2 separate regions of the Mus musculus genome follow, and region 1 is linked to region 2. Evidence: chromatin contacts called from public HiChIP or PLAC-seq data. All regions are on one chromosome and are shown on one strand. Each heading gives the region's core, a stretch centred on a gene start, on an enhancer-like site or on the middle of the called end of the contact. The rest is flanking DNA. Distances are from core to core; before and after follow the strand shown. Region 1 overlaps Etl4 (enhancer trap locus 4). Region 2 overlaps Etl4 (enhancer trap locus 4).

Region 1 (7,233 bases), core at 2,591-5,090, 230 kb after region 2:
AGTGTTGCAGTGTTGGTAGCTTTGAGGGGCTGCTGCGTGCATTCCTGCTTTAGGAACTGATAGAATGAAAACTTAAATCTGACTTTGTGGCATTTCAAAGTGTTCATTTTGCTGGCAGCCTTTCGAAGTGTCTCTAAACAGTGCTTTCTCCTGCTAGAGCACACTGAACCATGTAGGGTTATTCTTTTACTCCCCCTTGGGTAGTCAAGGTGAGCCACCTCAGAAACTCTATACCCTGTGGTGCCCTCTGAGGACAACCAAGCTGTCTCTGAACATGGTCAAGTGCACACCCCACCCCTAAATTAGAAACCTCCATCGAGACACTATGTTCCCAGGGAAATATAGAGCTTTTTCTGAAACAGAGTAAGCCTGACAAATAGCTGTGTGGTGAGCATAAAATACAGGTTATGACATCATCACATCCGTTCTTCCATTTACAGATAAAGCAGTGTTGCAGTTTGCTTGTTTGGTTTGCTTTGGGGTATTCATTTCTAAAATATCTTTTTATATACCCAGGCTGGCCTCAAACTCTAGACCCCCTTGCCTCAGGCTTCCAGAAACTACCATGCCCATCTAACAGAGCATTATGATAGAGCTTGCTGGAACTCCCATTGGTGCAGGGTTTTGCTTACGGTGAGGACTTTAAAACCTGCCTGGGTTCAAACATTACTTCGAACACTTGTTGGCAGTGGGTTCATTGATGCATTGATGGAGTTAATGAGCCTTCGTTTGCCATTTCTTGCTTAGAGTGGAGAAAATAACAACTCCATACAAGTGTCTAAGAGTTCCTCCTTTGAGAAAATCCCTCTACAGAGAGAGAGAGAGAGAGAGAGAGAGAGAGAGAGAGAGAGAGAGAGAGAAAAGACTGACAGAGAGACAGAGAGGCAAAGACAAACATAGAAACAGCTGCCTGAAGATGCAGACAGACTTCTTTTTAGTATAATAGTAGACAACACCAAAAGGTATGATTGGGAGGGGTGAGAATAAAATCAAAAGATAGACTGGGGTGGGCATGAGTGTGTAAATGCAGAATGGAATTTGCTCACTCAAAGATTCAGATCAGAATATATAAAGTAACAAAGCCACTAGCAGGTCTGTTTCAGGAAAGTCTTCAAGATGGTGCATCCTGAAGATTGGGGACAGAAAGACAAGGCAGACTCTGGGCATTCTTTTAAGATCACCCTGGACCTGCACAGTCTAGGCAGAGCTCTTGATGGCAAAGGCCCCTCCGCAGGTGTAGTTGGTTTACCTGGATTACCATCTGTTTTGATGCTTGCTAGTGCCTGACTAACTGGGCCCTTGTCTGAATTGTTTTCCCATAGAACTGTAATTGTGGATCAATGGGTGTTTATTGAGGTCCTCTCTCACACACTTGGCTGTGAACTGGTTGCTTTGCCCTGACAAAGAGGAGCTTAGATGTGGTTCTCATACACAAGGACCATAAACTTTGAAGACAACCATAAAACATTCAGAGCTTAATATATACATCTGAGCTGTGCTCTGGTTAAGTGTGTCAGGTCTCTGGCCCCAAATGCTATACTCTTAACCCATCTGACAAGAACACCTACTGTGGCATTTTGGTTTGGTTTTGGTTTTGAGGATGCCTGGGAGATGTTTTCCTGTCTTCTTGAAAGTGACAGAGTCTCCTAGCAAAGCAGGGAACAGGGAAGACATGCCAAGCCCAGTGCCTCTCTGAGTCTTGAGCTGCTTGGGGGAAGATCTCTTCATGGTGTTTCAGAGTCCAGCTGGGAAGTTAGTACACATTTTTTTCCTTGAAAACAATGTGGAGCAAAAGGACTAATAATACACTTTAGGGTAAAGAGGCTTCTGTGGGCCAGCTGGAAATCCAACCACCATTTAGTCCAAGTCCTAAACAATGAAAGTACAAGTAAACTTTTCAATTACAACCCTACCATAATTGGTTGGGGGTGGGGGAGAATGCTTGTACATAATTAATTCCAAAGCAGTGATATAGACTGTAATTGCTAAGAATTCAGAAACAGGAGCACTTTCCTAAGTCAGGCCCATCTGGGAGCTCCGTGATAATCCTCCGATGCTCTGGGATTTATGGTCTGCACATAATGAAAGAAGAAGAAGAAGGCCAACTGGTGTTTATCCAAAACTGGCTATATTTCTACCATTACAGTACCTATAAAATGACATCATGAAAGGGTGTTTTGCCAGTCTGAGAAATCAAGTAGGTGCTTATATGTTGAATTATTACTACATTTCCCAGGAATATAACCTCATTGGTAAAGAATATTTGGTAGGTATGCAATAGACCACTAAGCTCATGCAACAGATGTCTAATAAATATTTTAGCCATCTATCAGATATATGAAGATAGTTCTCCCTATACTTACTCCAAAAATAACCTGTCCAAAATACCAGGGAATGGCCACTATAAAGTCTGAGCTACTTTAAACAAACCAGCTTCTCCAGAGAAACAGATGTTACCTGTCACTAGTTAGGTCCAATTAAAACACGACTGTCTCTCCAGAGGTGTTGTCAATCAGAAGCCTTGAGTCTGGCTCAAGGAAAATGGAGTCGCCCCAAGCAATTTAACATTCAGACAACTCTTTTTGGTTCCCAAGCAGAACCTCTCCAAAGAGAAGAATCAAGGCTTAGGGACAGATCCAGCCTCCAGGAAGCTGTAGAAATCAGTGTGATTGCCCTGGGCCTGAAAACAAGGCTCGTCTATGTAACTCAGGCTCTCGTGATGCCCACACCATGTCTTAGCTGGGTTAGGATTCATTGTCTCTCCAATTGATGGTCAAGTGGGTGACATTTATCCTTATTTAAACTCTAGGCCTTAGTTTTCATGAATGATGTGATTCAAAATAACAGCTAACTGTAAGCATCAATTCCTGCTTTCCAAAAGTGGTAGGTCTTTTTTATTTAAAAAAAAAAACAAAAACTAATATTACTTACTGTACTGCTGTGAAAGAAGTCATGCCCTCCTTGTCCACCCTCAGAGACAAAAGGGGTTTGGAGGCCACTTGTCCTGAAGCCTGACTTTACAGAAAATAAAAAGGAGAGACAGTCCAGAATGTGATAACTGGAGCCATTTGAATAAACTGGGGTCTCGACATGATGCTGCCTCTATGCTGTTTGTAATAAAGGTAATAGGGCCCTACTTCCTCTATCACCCACGAGCCACTAGAAAGGTGACAGGCAGTAAGAACATTAGGGCGGTATCAGATAAGAAATGTCTTCCTTCTTTATCTGAGTCGTTCTTTTTGGATTGGTTTGGTATGGTATCGTATGGTATGGTGTGGAGTGCTGACTAAAATCTCAAGAGTTTTGCCTACCACTGCCTCCTGAGTGCTGAGATTAAAGCCGTGTGCTACCACTACCACAACCCAGCTTTGAGTCATTTTATTTCTCTGGCCTTCATGCTAGAATTTTATAGATTAAGTAGGTAGGAGCCAGGCACAGGAGACACACGTGTAATTCCCAGAAGCTCAGGAGGCTGAGGCACGAAGATCAGGAGTTAACAACAATGCAGACAATGATGGGAAATCCTGTCAAAGAAAAGGCTGACTCCTATGAGGATGTTCCTCCACTCACCCACCCACTCCAGAAAAGGCTGGCATGGGGGACCTTGTTTTCTCAGGCACCCGAGGGCCTTTCCCCATAGTGCTGTCAGTTGCAGATAAATAATAATCTGTAGCAGGAGTGAACAACTATTTCTACCAGTTTGTACCTGTACTTAACAAAAGAAAAAAGAAATGCCATTTCAGAGCGTGAATATTGAAGTGCACCCTCAGGGAAGAGAAAGAAACTTCAAAATTGATTTTGTGTTGGCTCATTCTGGGGTGTGGTAGCTAGAGTCACCGCCTGGCAGAGCCAACAGGAAATGAAACGCTTTACCCTGGGCTGTGTGTCACCATAGCCAGAAAGCCATAGTCCCTGTATTCTGCAGTCAAACTAGTGATGTTTCCTAAGAACCCTTCCTTTGCTGATATTCAGTGTCTGCTGTAACATTAAGGGATCACCCATCATGGGTTCTGTGCAGTGCTAAGGAAATAAGTACAGACCCCATTTTGTGACTCAGAAAGTCCGGTAATCAAGAAAAGTCTCTTCGATATAAAATCAGAAAGCTATCACGTTATGCTGCCACCCAGATCCAGAAAACAACTAAGTCTCGTCACTTGACTTGGGGCTATTTTCAGGTCCCAACTAGTACAGTCTGCTCACAGAAAGTAAACTGTGAAGGAGATTAACTGCTGGGAGTGTTTCCCGACTGCATTTACTGTGCTGGGAAGAGCCTCATTGGGCTTCAGTACACCTTAGGAGCCCTGGCCTGGGTGTGTCTGAGCTTTGATCCACTTGCCTGAACTTGGCACACCCTTCTTTTCCCCTTTCAGTCAGGATCACTGAACCAGAATGGGAAGAATTATGAGTGCCAAATAAGTTCCTCCTAACTGCAACTCTAGGATCCCAATTTCTGCTGGATTTTAGACATGATCTTTCTAGGAGACCAAGGGCATCTCTGTTAACAATGGCAGAGTCTTTTGACTCTGTGACCTCTCAGTATTGAGACTTGAGATGTGTGTGTCTTTGCTATCTTTGTAACAAAATATCTAAGGCTAAGGGGAAGGGCCCATGGATCATGGGTTCAGAGATTCCAGTACATGTTCACTTAACCCTGTCACCTTGAGCCTGAGCTGTACTTTTATCAAAGTGACGTATGTATCAGAAGACGTCTTTGTAATTTATGGCAGCCAGGAAGCAAAGCAAGGCAAAATGAGCCAAGGTCACGTATTCCTGTCAAGAGCATACTCACCCACTTCCTAAAGCTCGCACTCCCCCAGTCCTACCACAGACTAGGAATGAATCCTTTACCACACCAGCCTTTGGGAGACATTGAAGATCCAAATGCTGGCAGACCTTTGGCATCCTCAGCCATGATCTCCACTGCATGTGTGCTGGCCCCTGGGTCTCAACTTAGCAGGGACTTACCTGCTTTGAAGACTGCATTTGTGGTTGCACCTGCATGGTGCTTTCAGGATGGTGTCTTAGTTGCTTAACTTGTCCCCAGTAGGGTAACTTTGAGCAGAAATGGAAAATGAATAGATTAGTTACTTGCAAGGCTTCAAGCATAGCAAGAGGACCTGGATTCTGGTGTTCTGTTGACTTCATCCCTTAACAGCATCTTTAGTTAATTAGGGAGTGTTTCCTCTCATACCGTAGAAACAGGGCGTGAACAAGCAAGGGCTTGAAACCTGTTCACTATCCAATTGTGAAAAATACCTTCAGTCCTTGTAAGAATAAGAGTTCAATTCTATCAGTGTTCTACCTGCAGGGACACTGATCTTGTGGAAGGCCCTGTGCGGATACAATGGACCCTCATGTTGGTAGTCCTCACAGCCTATGCTCACCAACCATTTCTCACTTTCTTCAAGGAGAGAGAGGGAGAGAGAGAGAGAGAGAGAGAGAGAGAGAGAGAGAGAGAGAGAGAATAATCTGAGTTGTAAAGATTTCCATTGCTGTAACTAAATGCCTGAGTTAAAACATCTTAAAAATCATAGTGATTTATTTTGGATTATGACATCAGTCTGCAGTTGTTTGGGTTGATTAGCACAGTTGCTTGTGGTGAGGCAGGACAGCATGACTTGGGTGTTTTGGGTAGACTGAAGCCTCTTACCTCATGGCAGACAGGAAACTCAGGGATAAGTCAGGGTCCCAACATTTCCTTCAATAGTACTCTCTAATGATGGCTTTCTTTGCTAGGCCCCAGTAGCTCCTAACAATGCCGTTGGCTAGAAACCAAGCTTTTAGCAAATAAGCATAGACCCCGGTGATAGCGAGGAGGAAAAACAAATCGAAATCTAATCTAAAATATTAGACCCAGAAGTGATTTTAGGGATCACTTAGTACTCTTTTTTAAAGATTTATTTTATGTGACACACACACAGAGACACACACACTTTCGCTGTCTTCAAACACACCAGAAGAAGGCATCTGGTACCATTACAGATGGTTGTGAGCCACCATGTGGTTACTGGGAATTGAACTCGGGACCTCTGGAAGAGCAGTCAGTGCTCTTAACCGCTGAGCCATCTCTCCAACTATTTTTAAAGATAGGGAACTGGCTAAGGAAGACTGAGTTTCTGATGCATATTAGCTTACTTGACTGGTTTCAGCCAGCTCCTCTGTGTCCTTCTTGTATCTTGAAAAAGTATTCTTTGGGGGCTGTGGAGATGACTCAGTTCATCTGTCACTCAAACATGTAGACCTAAGTTCAGAATCCAGCACACAGATAAGAGCAAGCAGCATGCCTCTGTAACCCTATCATTGGGGATGCAGAGACAGGTGGGTCCTTGAAGCTCATTGGCTGCCCAGCCTAACTGAATTAATGAGCTCCTAGGTCATTGAGAAACTCAAGAATGAGGTGAAAGGTGACTCTAGGAGACACTCAGCATCAACCTTGGGCTTCCATATGCATGTATACACATGTACACGTGTGCAGGCTCATCATGCACGCTTGCACATCCCCTTTGGGATTTACCATAAAGAATTAATGGTTTTCACTCAGTCTGATGCTAGCTTGATTCCTAATTGATATAAATTTGCTTAACTATACAAAGATTTAAAAAAAAAAATCAGGCTCAAGGAGGCTTCCTTCAGGACAAAGACATGTGTGTAATCAAAAGAGGTGATTAAAGGTGAAATTTGAATCAAAAATCACATAAATGAACTTGCTGGCTGAAAGTATTTCCTCAAACATAAAAGGTTTTCTTCCCTCTGTTCCAGCGGCAGAAAGGGCAGCCCTCTAACAGTGTGTGTGCGCTTCCCCTGCACACACAGACGGAGGCAGCAAGGGATGACGTCAGGCAGGAGCTGGTTGCTGAGGGACCACACTTACCCTAAATTTTCCTTGAATTTCTTTTATTCATGTCATATTTGGGACTCAAACAGAGTTTTGCAGCCAAGCTGACTTGTAGCATTAAATGACTAGTTAACTGTCTCTACTCATCACATAAATACAGTTTATGGAATAATATAAAATGGTTTATGAAACCATTTTTGAGCCATCTTTTTGACAGTAATTACACCAACCCGTAATACCTTAAACCAAGTGAAATTGGCAAGAGTTAGTCTAAGTGTCCTTAATATTCTGATGGCTATCATGCAGAATTGTCACTGCAGTAAAATGACAGGATCATGTTTAATTTTTCTTCTTCCACTACGTTTTTCTTATATATATTTTCCCCTTTCACATTAAAC
Region 2 (6,373 bases), core at 3,846-6,345:
CCTGCCTGCTAAATGTTCAGTGAACCCCTGAGCCTTGGAGCGGCAGTCCACTTGTCTGAGCGCAGTTTGAGGGTTGGTGGCCTCCAGTCTGGGAAAGGCCCCCAACTTGCTCTCTTTTGATAGGACGGTTCTTACTTCAGGGATCCAACCTCTGGGCCTGTCCTGAAAGGAACGAGCCAGATTTTTAGAGGGAACAATTAGTTTGGGACCAGTTTAAGAACTAACCCTGAAACAACCGGATTAAGTCATTGCTGTGTCCCAGGTTGCGATGGTCAGATGCCTCCCCTTGCTTACTCATCCACTCCACGAATATTGAACTTGTGCTATCTAGCAGTCAGTGTTCCAGCATCCCGGGATCCAGCGATGCAGAGCGAAGACTGAAAAGTATTCCCCTTTATTGGATTGATGTTCTAAGGGCCAAGTTGTGGTGGGGCGGGGTAGAGGTGAACAATGAAGACATAAGCAAAACGCTGAACGTGTCAGATGTCTGGAATGCCGGATTCAGTAAAGAAAATACAGAGTGCCTAAGTTAACTTTGAGTTTCAGATAGACAATAAGTAATTTCTAAAGCATATGTATTTCTTCCATATTGCATGGGTTAGACTTATACTAAAAAAGTGTGTTTTATGCTCTCAAGCTTCAAACTTTATTGGAGATCCTGTGTGTTTATCTGGTGATTCTATTAGCTAAAAGTAAGGCTAGAGGGGAACATAAGACAGGAACAAGGGAGTGGTGGTGAAACTATACAGATTTATCAGGGAGGAGCAGAGATGAGAATAAACCAAAAGCACAGCAGGAGAGGGGAGAGCAGGAACCTGGGAGGAAGATGGAAGAGGAACAGGTTGAAAGGTCAACCCAGGCCAGATTATGGAGGCCTTATGGAACTGTGGGAAGGTCTTTAGCTTCCTTCACAGGAGGTGAGGCCGCCGCTAGCAAATTGGACTTGCCTTTTATTTAATTAAATTAATTTAAATTAACGAATTTAGAGCCCTGTGAATGAACGTAGAGACATGAGCCTGTTAGGCAAGAACTCTACTGTCTTAGTAGGCCGTTGGTGGGCTGGGGTGTGGGCTGGGGCTTAACACCAGCGGACTGGGGGAAGGGCTGAAAGCCTTCTGAGGAAACCCCGTGCGGCTCTAGTCTAGATGGCGATAAGCAGATTGTGATAAGAAGGAAGAAGATTCCTGACGGACACTGAATGCAAGGCCAAAGGAATTCGCTTAGATCAGATGTAGTGTTGAACAGAAAAGGGAGGTCAGAGACAGCTTGAAAATATTTGCTCCAGGTAACTGGGAGGATGAGGTGCGTTTACCTACGTGGGAAAGCATTTTGACACATGGCAGAGGGCCCTCTTGGGTGAGGGAGAAGAAAATCCTTAGGGTGTGTGAAGATTGAGAAACATATCAGGAGTCGATTTAGATATTGGTCAGTGGCTTACCAGGAAGACTGGGGATTGAGCTGTCTCTCTCGTCAGTCTCTGTGAAGAAGGACAAGTCTGAGAGTGGCACCCAGGCATCCGAGAACTTACAGGCTAGTGATTTTGGAAGGGGGAGATGGAAAAATCACAAAAGAAGGGCGAGAGTCCCAGTCAGAGTTTCAAGATCTGACTCTGGCTGACACATGCGTGCTTTGATGAGACATGCATGGCTCTTTGAGGATGAGCTGAGGAGGCAGCATCTTTCAGAACAACATCACCTGCAGTGCCACACGTTCAAATCTGCAACTCTGCTTTATATCTGCATTTGTCCATTCACGCTGTTACAACCCAAGGGTGCTGGTCCAGGACCATGTCTCACACATGTGCATCTAACATCCCATGACATGCTAGTCACATGGAGGGACACTTAACCAACCAGTCTTAATTAGACAGAAGGCTGACAAAGCTTCCTACCCTAGGGATTTTGGTTTATCTGTCAACTGTATAAGGAAACCCTGGGTGATCATGTAACTCATTGTTCAAACTCAGACGCCTTTGAGAATAAAAGAGAACTCTATAAATAATTTCACTGGGCAACAGTTGCAAGTCAGAACTGTTTGGAAAAGGTGGCATATGGTCATCTTGAGAATATCGGCAACAGTGATGATACTGTGGCTTGAACGCTTCCTGAACTTTCTGTCCCTAGTGCCTTTCAACTGGGATGACTGTGGATACATGCAATTATAATAAGAGAGGTATATAAATTATATATTTATGGGGCTAAATAATAAAGAAGCTTGTTTATATGTGTGTGTGTGTACTTTGATCATTTATTAAAGATGCAAAAGAATTGCATACTGAGATGAATATGCTTGTTTATCTTTATATAAGGATTTACATCTTGGCTGAATATTTGATACTGTAAGACGCAGGGCTTCTTTAATACTCTTCAGTGTTGATAGCTTGGTTTTATAATTGGGCTGAGAATATCACTCATATAAACACACAACACAAATGTCAAAAGTATGTTTATAGCCATTTCAGAAATTGCAGAAATTCCATCCCAGTTTCAAGCCAATATTTACTGACTGATTTTTTAAATGTATTTCAAGTCAGCATCTCGAACAGCACTTTTTAAAAATCAAACATTCTAAGATAATACATTTTGAAGATGCACTAATTTGATAGTTACACGATGAAGGATAACAGTAAGAAGCTATTTAAAGTTCTTGTTTTCCGTAATTAAACCATTCCTTCTCAATAAGAGCATAAAGCTTTGCATGCATAGAGAAAGCACTGAAATTCAAAACATAGTAATAGAATCCAAGTCTGTGTGTTTGAGGCAGTATTTGCTGGCAAGTTGTGGCATGGTGGCAGATGCCACTGAAGCATGCATGGTGTGTGTTCAGAATCAAGGCTCCTATGAAACAGCATCATGGGGGAGCACTGCCAGAAACAGCTCAGCCTTGTTTCAACCTGCGTTTTGTTTGCTTTGTTTTTAAGATGGAGTCTCATGTAGCCCAGGATGGCCTCACAGTTTTTATGTAGCTGCAGATGGCCTTGAACTCCTACTCCTAAGTGCTGGAATTATAGGCATGCACCACACGCCTGTTTTTACTTGTGTTGTTTGTTTACTTTTTATTTTATGTGTATGTGTGTGTGCCTGAGTCTAGGTACCACTTTCCCCACAGTGTGTGTGTGTCTGGTTCCTGTGGAGATAAAGGGGCGAGAGGAATCCCACTAGAGCCAGAGGTACAAGCATTTGTGAGCAGCCATGTGGGTGCTGGGAATCAAGCCCAGAGCCTTTGTGAGAGAAGCAAATGCTCTTAAGCCCCTAGCTATCTCTTCACTCTTCAGCCCCTGATTGTGTGTATGTGTATATATATATATATATATATATATATATATATATATATATATATATATATATATCATATATATCGATGATCATATATATATATATATGATTTTGAATTAAGGTTTCTTTGCTGCAGGTTTGGAAAGCCTTTACTGTTGCTAGTGCTTTCCCAGTTTCCTCACTTAGCTTTGCAACCCCTGTAGGTGCTCAGTGTGAAGAGCTGTAAGCATTTGGCAGAGTAGGCTTTCAATAATCATTGGGAAAATTTATTTGAGACAGGGCCTCATACAGCCCAGGCTGGGTTTGAAACTCGTGTAGCTAAGGCTGGATACTAACTCCTGATGTTCCTGCCTTCTGACAAGGGCTGGAATACAGGTGTGCATCATTATGTCTGGCTGTTGGTAGAATTTGAATCTGTGTCTTATTCTCTTTGGAGGCCATGGGCTCCTAGTATCATCCTTGGGTTGTTGTCCCCAACATGACCTCCTCTTCTGGCTTTTAAAGGTTTCTTGAAAGCTCTGTGGCGGGGATCCATCTACCTGATTGCCTCCTCTGGCAATGGGTGCCTCCATCTAGTGCTAGCCTACAAAATGACAGATGCTCAGTCTGTGCTCTGAAACAGCCTAGTCAGTTTCTACCTTCATATCTTCTTTCGCTCTTCAAAGCACTGACCTGGCGCTCAAATTATACATTAGTTGTTTGTTGACTGACTCTCTAACCATCAGGTAGATACTCCTATGCAGTCTATCTTGATCAGCACCCCACCACCTCCTATCCCTTTTAGTGTTTGGAGCAGGCCATTATTCAATATTTGTGCAAATGAATAGTTGACTCGGTCAATTAATTTGAATTAATACAACACAGGATGCTTCTCTAGATTACATGGAATGCTCTACCTATTGTATAAAGTCTGTACAAGGGATTGTTTTTATCCTTGACTTCATGTTTTAAGAAACGTATTTATGAATATGAATGTTTGCCTGCATGTATGTCTGTGTAGAGCATGCCTGCCTAGTACCCACAGAGGCCAGAATTGAACAAGGATCCCCTGGAACTGGAGTTATAGAGAATTGTGAGCTGACATTTGAGTGCTGGGAATTGAACTCCTGCTTTGGAGGAGCAGCCAGTGTTCTAAACTAGTGAGCTGTCTCTTCAGCTAACCACTATGAAGAAGTGAAGAGAGCCAGATGGTGGAGGAACCTTTAATACCAGCCCTCAGGAGGCAGGGGCAAGTGGATTGCTGAGACCAGCCTGGTCTACAGAGTTCCAGGACAGACAAGTGTGTGCATACACCACACACACACAGGAGTATGTGGACTACCTAATATATAGTAGGATATATATTTATATATTATATGTTATATATTATATATGTACTTATATATAAATATATATAATCAATAACTTATATGTTGTTGGTTATTTGAGACAAGATTTTGTGCTCTGTTACACAGTAGTCCCAGCTCTTATGGAATTCACTATGTAACCCAGGCTAGCTTTCAACTCCTATAGGAGAGAGCCCCTGGACTCCCTAATCTTGACCATGGGATAAATTCTCAGAAAAGTATAATTCAGTGGTAGAGTACATGTTTAGCATGTGTATGTACAAGACTTTGTGTTTATTTTTCACCCCCCCCCCCAAAATAAAATTAAAAGCAAATAAGATAAAAAATAAAATAAAATAAATATCCCAGGAAGTAACTGCACTACCGCCAGCTCCCAGTAGGTTGTGAAGTGCCCAAATGATGCCAAAGCCCAGATGCCTCTCTGTGTGGTCTGACTCAGCCAGAGTAATCAGAACATGGAGAGTCACAGGCACTACAGTCCAGCAGTTGCTGGTCTGCATAGCTTGCTGTGTGGACGGCTCCTTAGGGATGGCTTGGCTTTCTATAACCCTCTGCCTTTTTGAATTTGCCCTCCCAGATCCCTCTCTACTTTTCTTGTCCAGGATGTAGACACATCACAGCTGGAGTCCCCTGGGTCTCTGAAGAGTAGCTCTTTGGTGATCCTGCCCTCCTCCTGTTCTTCCTCCTTCTCCTCCCTCCCCCTCCTCCCCCCTCCCCCTCAATTGTGCTCCGGGGAGTGTTTAAGGGCTGATTTTCCATTCGAAGCTCTTGTTTGCTCTTTGCCCTGCTGGAAGTGGGCTCCCTGGAAGAGTTTGGGAGGGGCAGGAAGAGGAAACAGGGCTGCCTTTCAGCCTTGCCCAGGCCTTGTCTTTAGGCTACAACTTCTCTACTTTGTTAGACAAGGATTCCCAGAATAGCAAACAGCCAGACACACCCATATTTACATCTTAGCACCAGAGTTCTTTCCAAACAAGAAACAGAACTGCCATTCTGTTTGACAGCTTGAGAGTCCCTGCATGCACTTTTCTTCATACAGATAATGTGAAACTGGCCCACTTGGGTCTGACACCATAACTGTGGAATAGTGGCAAAATGGACCTTTGTCTGTTCCTTCTCTTGTTTATGCATGCCTCTCCTTGGGTTTTATGCTCACCTAAAAGGCTGAATTCTAGCTGGGTGTGGTGGCACACGCCTTTAATCCCAGCACTCGGGAGGCAGAGGCAGGCGGATTTCTGAGTTCGAGGCCTGGTCTACAGAATGAGTTCCAGGACAGCCAAGGCTATACAGAGAAACCCTGTCTGGAAAAAACAAAAAAACAAAAACAAAACAAAACAAAACAAAACAAAAAGGCTGAATTCTCCCCAGGTGACTCAAATGGCCCAAATGTCATTTCTCCTTCAGGTGTGGGGCTGGCAGCTGCCCAGAGCAGAGGAAAGGCCTAATCAACTGTGAAGAGTTTGTGGACAGGACTGGGTTACTGAGGTGCTGGTGCTGGGCTGGGGTGGAGGCAGATGGGACTAATGGAGTGGTGGATGAGCGCAAGCAATAAAGGCGAGCAGACAAAGATGGGCTCTGTGTGCTGGCTGGCCTGTGTCAGTCTCCCTTGTTAACTGCTGGTACCTTTCCATCCCTTTACTGTATGTCACATTCAGTTTTGTTAGACCACTGGAAACATTATTTTAAAATCCACAAGAACATAAACAAAGTAGAAAAACAGCATAAAATTGATGCGACCTTTCCCATGAAAAGCAT

What was found. HiChIP or PLAC-seq counts read pairs in DNA pulled down with a chosen protein or histone mark.
Region 1: a contact with region 2 is called in an H3K4me3 HiChIP or PLAC-seq map of embryonic stem cells, with 26 read pairs. The contact joins two enhancer-like sites. A contact is called at or near these places in 3 of 484 Hi-C or Micro-C datasets (the AML12 cell line, embryonic heart and nephron progenitors), 5 of 115 datasets of contacts at active chromatin or transcription factors (embryonic stem cells, pancreatic cancer cells and stem cell-derived neural progenitor cells) and 1 of 9 other capture datasets (embryonic stem cells).

What each region holds. Positions count from the first base shown.
Region 1 is chr2:20,749,646-20,756,878 of GRCm38.p6, forward strand. All of the region lies in intron 7 of Etl4 (enhancer trap locus 4), which reads left to right. Among named protein-coding and RNA genes, the nearest start is that of Arhgap21, 210 kb to the right of the region's middle. Within about 2 kb of position 3,841, at least 51 of the 459 cell types and tissues checked have an H3K27ac peak or open chromatin away from gene starts, as enhancers often do. A contact at or near this core is called in embryonic stem cells and pancreatic cancer cells, where this site is marked.
Region 2 is chr2:20,521,001-20,527,373 of GRCm38.p6, forward strand. The region is part of intron 2 of Etl4 (enhancer trap locus 4); the gene reads left to right. Among named protein-coding and RNA genes, the nearest start is that of Gm17171, 190 kb to the left of the region's middle. Within about 2 kb of position 5,096, at least 70 of the 459 cell types and tissues checked have an H3K27ac peak or open chromatin away from gene starts, as enhancers often do. A contact at or near this core is called in embryonic stem cells and pancreatic cancer cells, where this site is marked.